Linked DNA regions of Sus scrofa: region 1 is linked to region 2. The links are chromatin contacts, called in public Hi-C maps. All regions are on one chromosome and are shown on one strand. Each heading gives the region's core, a stretch centred on a gene start, on an enhancer-like site or on the middle of the called end of the contact. The rest is flanking DNA. Distances are from core to core; before and after follow the strand shown. Region 1 holds the start of UPK2 (uroplakin 2). Region 2 overlaps BCL9L (B-cell CLL/lymphoma 9-like protein).

Region 1 (2,700 bases), core at 165-2,664, 41 kb after region 2:
TTTGGAGAAGCGCTGACCTGAGACCCTCCTCCTCTCTGCTTGGGCCCATGAGTTCTACCTTTATTGTCACCTCGTGCTCATACCCCAGGCTTTGAGCCTACCCTTCCCACCATGGGGGAAAGGACACAAGCCCACCAGCCCCTCACTTCCCTACCAGGACCCTGGCCCTCCTCTGGGACTGGAGAAGGACAAAGAGGACCCCCTCTGTGGAGGTCTACGACCTCTCCTGACCAAGTAGTCCACTCACCACAAGTGGCTCTACCTCTCTGAGTCTCAGTTTCCACATCCACAAAAGGTGGCCAATGCTATCTGCCACCCAGAATGGCTGTGAGGGTGGAGCAGGCAAAGCCTCTGTGCCATCAGAGAAATTGTGTCTCTTTTTCATTTTCTCCCAGTGGGTTTCTTTCTCGTCTTTATTCTTTTTTTTTTTTTTTTTTTTCCTGTCTGTTGTATTTTTAGGGCCGTGCCTATGGCATACGGAAGTTCCCAGGTAGGGGTCCAATGGGAGCTGTAGCCCCGGGCCTACGCCACAGCCACAGCAATGTGGGATCTGAGCCACGTCTGCAACCTACACCACAGCTCACGGCAACACCAGATCCTTAACCCACTGAGCAAGGCCAGGGATCGAGCCCACGTCCTCATGGATGCTAGTTGGGTTCGTTAACCGCTGAGCCATGATGATAACTCCTCTTTCTCTTCTTTAGTCTCAAACAGTTCAACAAAGGTTGCTGACCAAGGCTGATCGTGCCCACCCCCCAGCCCCCCAGACTGGGCCAGTGCCCACCCCTTGGGTCTCTCTGGAATCCTGCCCAGCATCAATTGGCTCCACTCTCCAGGAGGATGGGAAGCCCTGTGGCCCCTGGGACTCACACCCCTCTGCATCTCCCAGAGTGCAGGACCTGGCCTTCAGGAGACACCAAGAACTGGCTCCCCCGGCTCTGCTGCCCCCACCCCCTACTACCAGTTTCTCTCCCATTCCTGCCCAGTCCAGGCCCCCTGGGGTTACTCTCCTCTCTCTGTACACCAGTGCAACCTCAGAACCTGCTTCCCTCCTGGGAACACCCACTACCACGTGGGAGAAGGGGTCGTCTAGGGGTTGGGCCCCAGATACACTTGTAAGCAGGAACACACGAGCCCTTACATGTGGGTGTCCCGGAAGAAGGGGGTTTTCCACCCCCCGCTTTAGTCACCCTGCCCCTCTGCAGCTGCCTGAGCCACCAAGACCCAGCCAAGGTCTCCTGCCTTCTGGCCTGAGGGCCAGCTCCCCATCCTGAAAAACCTGTCTGGGGGCCTCCCCTGAGGCTGTAGGGCCCAAGGGGCAGGTTGAACAGGATTCCCCTCTGGCCCCTCCTACCCCCAGGACAAAACCAGAGCCCCAGGACAGGGCCTCACTTGCCTCAGGAAACCACAGCTTGCCAGCACCCAGCCCAGCACCAGCCCAGCTATGGCATCCCCATTGCCTGTCCGGACCTTGCCCTTGATCCTGATTCTGCTGGCTGTCCTGGCTCCTGGGGCTTCAGGTCTCCACCATCTCTTGCCAGGGTGGGGAGGGGCTCGGGGGTCTGGAGGGGAGGCACTCTGCCTCAGGGCTCTCAAAGCTGGCCGACTAGTCAGTTGGTGGTCGGGGACTGATGAGGGCAGTGACCAGGCATCAGTCACTGGGCCCAGGGCACACTCTTGGTCCCCTTCCCGACCCATGGGGCAGGGAGGTGTGGGGAAGGATCCAAAGCTTTGGATAGGGGTGGGGTTGGGCCCTGCCCCCTCCTGGCACCCAGGGTCTGGCATCTTGGTGGAGCACCCAGCTTCTGCAGCCCAAGCCTGCCACCTGGTGGTCAGAAGGGCAAAGACTTGGGTTCTGCTAATGGACTGCAGAGTGGAATAGAGGCTTCAGCCTTACAAAGGTCCCCCTCCAGGGCATGGGCGGGCAGAGAGGGGTAGATCTGAGGGCGAGAGGGGGATGGATTCTCCCCTGAACTCCCTCCTGTCCCTCCAGCCAACTTCAACATCTCAAGCCTCTCTGGTCTGCTGTCCCCTGCGTTAACTGAGAGCCTGCTAGTTGCCTTGCCCCCCTGTCACCTCACAGGGGGTAACGCCACACTGATGGTCCGGAGAGCCAACGACAGCAAAGGTCTGCTACCCCCTCCCAGGCATTCCCTAGTCCCCAGAGATCCCTTCCCGGGACACTCCCAGCATCCCCTTCCTTCTCTATCCACCCCCTTCTTGGACCGTCCATACTAAATACTGCTGGTCTCTCTGCCTCCAGAAACTTGACCTTGCCTTTTGCTCCCCCCCTCCTCCCACCCATCCCTGATTCCTAGTGGTGAAATCTAGCTTCATGGTGCCTCCATGCCGTGGACGCAGGGAGCTGGTGAGTGTAGTGGACAGTGGGTCTGGCTTCACAGTCACCCGGCTCAGTGCATACCAGGTGACCAACCTTGTGCCAGGAACCAAATACTAGTAAGTACCAGATCCAGACCTGGGGAACCTAGGGGAGGGGTGACAGGAGGAGAAGCTGGGCCTGACTTTTGTGGTGGTGGTGGGATGTGGTCAGCATGGGGGGAGAGCGAGGGCAGCTAAAGGGTTCAAGAATGGGCCTCTCTTGGGCACCCCAGGAGGCACAACTGTGGAGGAGGAAGCCGGGGCTCCCTCTTACCCTCTGTCCCACAGACTCACTGAGGATTCTCTTCTCTCTCTCCCAAA
Region 2 (2,925 bases), core at 281-2,780:
ATGCCCCAGCCCCATCCCCCTTGGGGAAGTGGGAAAAAGTACACCACAGAGTGGTACCCACTGGTCCAGACCGCTCCCCAGAGCAGGAGGGGATTGCCTGAAGAGGGTCCACCGGCAGGCCTGGCGGACAGGCAGGAGCAGGAGGAAGGGGGGAGGGGACTGGTGTGCGGAGCAGGCTGAAACCAAGGATTCCTGCAGCCTAGGCTGCGGGCCCTTTAAGCTCTAGCCCGCTCCCCCCACCGCCTCCCCCTCCCCGGAGACCTATTAATAGCCGCTGGAAAGATCACATCACGGGAGAGGATATTTATCCCCCCTCATTCCACACCAGCTCAGATTTATTTCAGCTCTGCTGTCCTGCTGCTGCCGCCTGGCCCAGTCTGCCGGCTTCTCCTGGGGAAGGGGAGGGAGGCAGGCGCCGCCCCTCCCTCCGGCTCCCACCCCCAGCTAGACTGAGGCCAGAGGGCGCCATTGGACCCGACAGTGGGGTGGGCGGGGGTCTACTCAAACCCTTTTTAAGAGGAAAGGGTAGAAAGGGACTAGAACAGCAGGCTTAGCTGGTTGCCATTCCCCTCTGTCCCCGGGCACTAAAGCTGTGGGCTCCCGCCTCGCGGCAGGCCTTCCCATTCTGACCCTCCTCTATCCCACCAGCGACCTGGAAGCCAGGTGCCCGGGCGGGGGCGGGGGGGGGGGGGCTCGCTCTCCAAGTCTGCACAGTTCAGCTCCATCGTCACTGGGCCCTTCCCTTCCCCTCACTCCACACACACATCCCGCCCTCCACGACACCCACACACCTTGTCTTGTTAGCCAGGATCCTCATGGCTCCCACACACAGTGGGGCTACGGCCCCTGTGCGTGCCCAGGGCCCAGCCAGGTACTCGGTACTGGATCAGGGACTGCAGCAACAAGCCCCAAAGAGAAAACTTGTGACTTGGGGAGGGGGTGTGAGAAAGGGAGGGGAGACGGGAGGACGCAACCGCCCTGGGACTAGGGAACTGGATAGGGTAGGGTGGGAATGGCAAGGAAGGACTACAGGTCGGGGTCACGATCCTAGCGGCCGGTCCTGTCCCCATCCCTCCCGAACCTTATCCTCCCAGAGCTTGAGGTGTCTAGCAAGGCCCCCCCACCCCGCCCCGGCCACAGGGGCAGAATTCACCACAAGGACAGGGTTGCAAAGGTGCCCGCGTGGGTCGGCCGTAAGGTCTGTCAGCGCTCCCCCCCCCGGGGGGGGTACTCCCGCTCCCAGGTGCGCCCCTCACCCAGGGGCAGTGGGAGGAACCCCTGGCGCCCCGCCCCCCGCGGCGCCCAGCCCCAGGGCGCCCGGGCTGGGAGGGGGCTGGGGGTGGGGGTGGGGCGATGCCCCGCCCCCAGCTCGAGGCCTAGCCCGTGCCCATCCCAGCAGGCCCAGGCGGGCAGCGAGAGGCCTGGCGGGGCCCCGGGGCTGCAGCTGGGCTCTTCTGGAGACCAGTAACGCTGGCTCAGATTCCTCCCCGACCGCAAGAATGCAGAAGCCTCCCCTCCCCCCGCCCCAGCACCCCACCCCGCCCCCTTCGGCAGAGCCCGAGCGGAGAGGCAGAGCGAGCGAGCGAGCAAGAGAGCCAGCGAGCCGGGGAGCGGGAGACGGGCAGGGCTGCAGCGTGTCTCTCTCGGCCCCGCACGCGCCGCCCGGACAGACCCACGGCCAAGTGCGGCGAGGGGCCCGGCGCGCGCCGCGGCGGGGCCGAGGTTGGGCTCGGCGCTGGGCGCCGTCGGGCAGGGGCTCCGGGACCCACCAGCACCCGAACTCTGACTCACACACCCTCGCAGCTCGCACGTGGACGGGGAGACAAAGACACGCACGGAGCCCAGGAAACTAGAGGCGCGCTCCCGCCGGGCCGCGGAGGTGTGCGGGAGGGCGAGGGAGGCGCCGGCCCTAGCAGGAGCACAGAAACAGCCTGCGGCACGTTTCCAGAGGCGGCCAGAGGGTAGAGAGGGAGCGCCTCGACTCACTGTACAGATGAAAAGACTGAGGCCAGGCCACGAGGCAGCCATAGAAAGTTGAGCCTGGTACTCTCAGAGAAATACACACACACACACTTAGATACACCAACAGACTCACTGAAACACAGAAGCCTCACCCTGCTGCCCCCTGCCCTGTCCCCACAGATACCAGTAAGGGGCGGGGGAGGGGAGGAGTCTTGGACCAGGAGCTCCTGTCCAGGGACAGGCCCAGCCAGACACCGGTGCACGTTCCCTCCTGGGCAGCTGGAGGCTAGGCCGGGACCTGGGGGACCTGGGAACCGGGAAGGAGGGAAACACACCAGGGACCCTGTGGGAGTCTAGCCCTAACTTAACTCCGCGGCACGTGGACCTTCCCCGGCTCCCGCTCTGTCTCTGGGAAGGGAGGCTCCTCAAGGGAAGGTTCCAAAGTCCAGCACCTGGCTGGGAAGCAGCCTGCTCCCAGACCCCATCTCCTGCATTAGCACAGGGGAGAGACAGAGCCTGGGTGTGGCGGCAGGCCAACATTGACCTGGGTCCCAGGCTTCCACTTCACCACCTTGCTGATCCTTAAAACTACCAACCACCTACCAGAGAGTATTATTGTCCCCATTTCACAATGAGGAAACTGAGATCTGGGAAAAGGAAGTGATATGCTCCTGCGTCACGTGACCATTACGTGGCAGCACCAAGACCATGGTCCCCCGGTGTTTCCCCTACACTGCAGTGTCCTCCCCGCAAAGCCCTGACTGCTCATCTAAGCCCACGCCAGACAGGTGGGCTTCCCACACATCAGCCACTGGACCCAGCCACCGAGGGGTTGGGGTGGAGCAAGGGACCAGTATTTGCAGCTTCAAATATTGGGACCTCTAATAATTTGGGAAGGGGCTGTTAGAAAATTTGTCCTCTCCAGGGTCCCCAGTCAGGCCAGGGCTCCTCCGCATTAGAATC

Evidence for each region. Hi-C and Micro-C count contacts between places; a contact is called where the count stands out from the background.
Region 1: a contact with region 2 is called in a Hi-C map of fetal skeletal muscle, with 2.4 times the contacts expected there. The contact joins the promoter of UPK2 here to the enhancer-like site in region 2. A contact is called at or near these places in 1 of 5 promoter capture datasets (liver), 26 of 47 Hi-C or Micro-C datasets (adipose tissue, alveolar macrophages, blood and 15 more) and 2 of 2 datasets of contacts at active chromatin or transcription factors (alveolar macrophages and skeletal muscle).

What each region holds. Positions count from the first base shown.
Region 1 is chr9:46,199,098-46,201,797 of Sscrofa11.1, forward strand. It overlaps UPK2 (uroplakin 2), which reads left to right and starts at 1,415. Exons shown (of 5, transcript NM_214012.1): 1 at 1,415-1,520; 2 at 1,997-2,128; 3 at 2,319-2,457. The coding sequence starts at 1,445.
Region 2 is chr9:46,158,466-46,161,390 of Sscrofa11.1, forward strand. All of the region lies in intron 4 of BCL9L (B-cell CLL/lymphoma 9-like protein), which reads right to left. Among named protein-coding and RNA genes, the nearest start is that of BCL9L, 15 kb to the right of the region's middle. Within about 2 kb of position 1,531, at least 57 of the 83 cell types and tissues checked have an H3K27ac peak or open chromatin away from gene starts, as enhancers often do. A contact at or near this core is called in adipose tissue, alveolar macrophages, epiblast stem cells and 6 more, where this site is marked.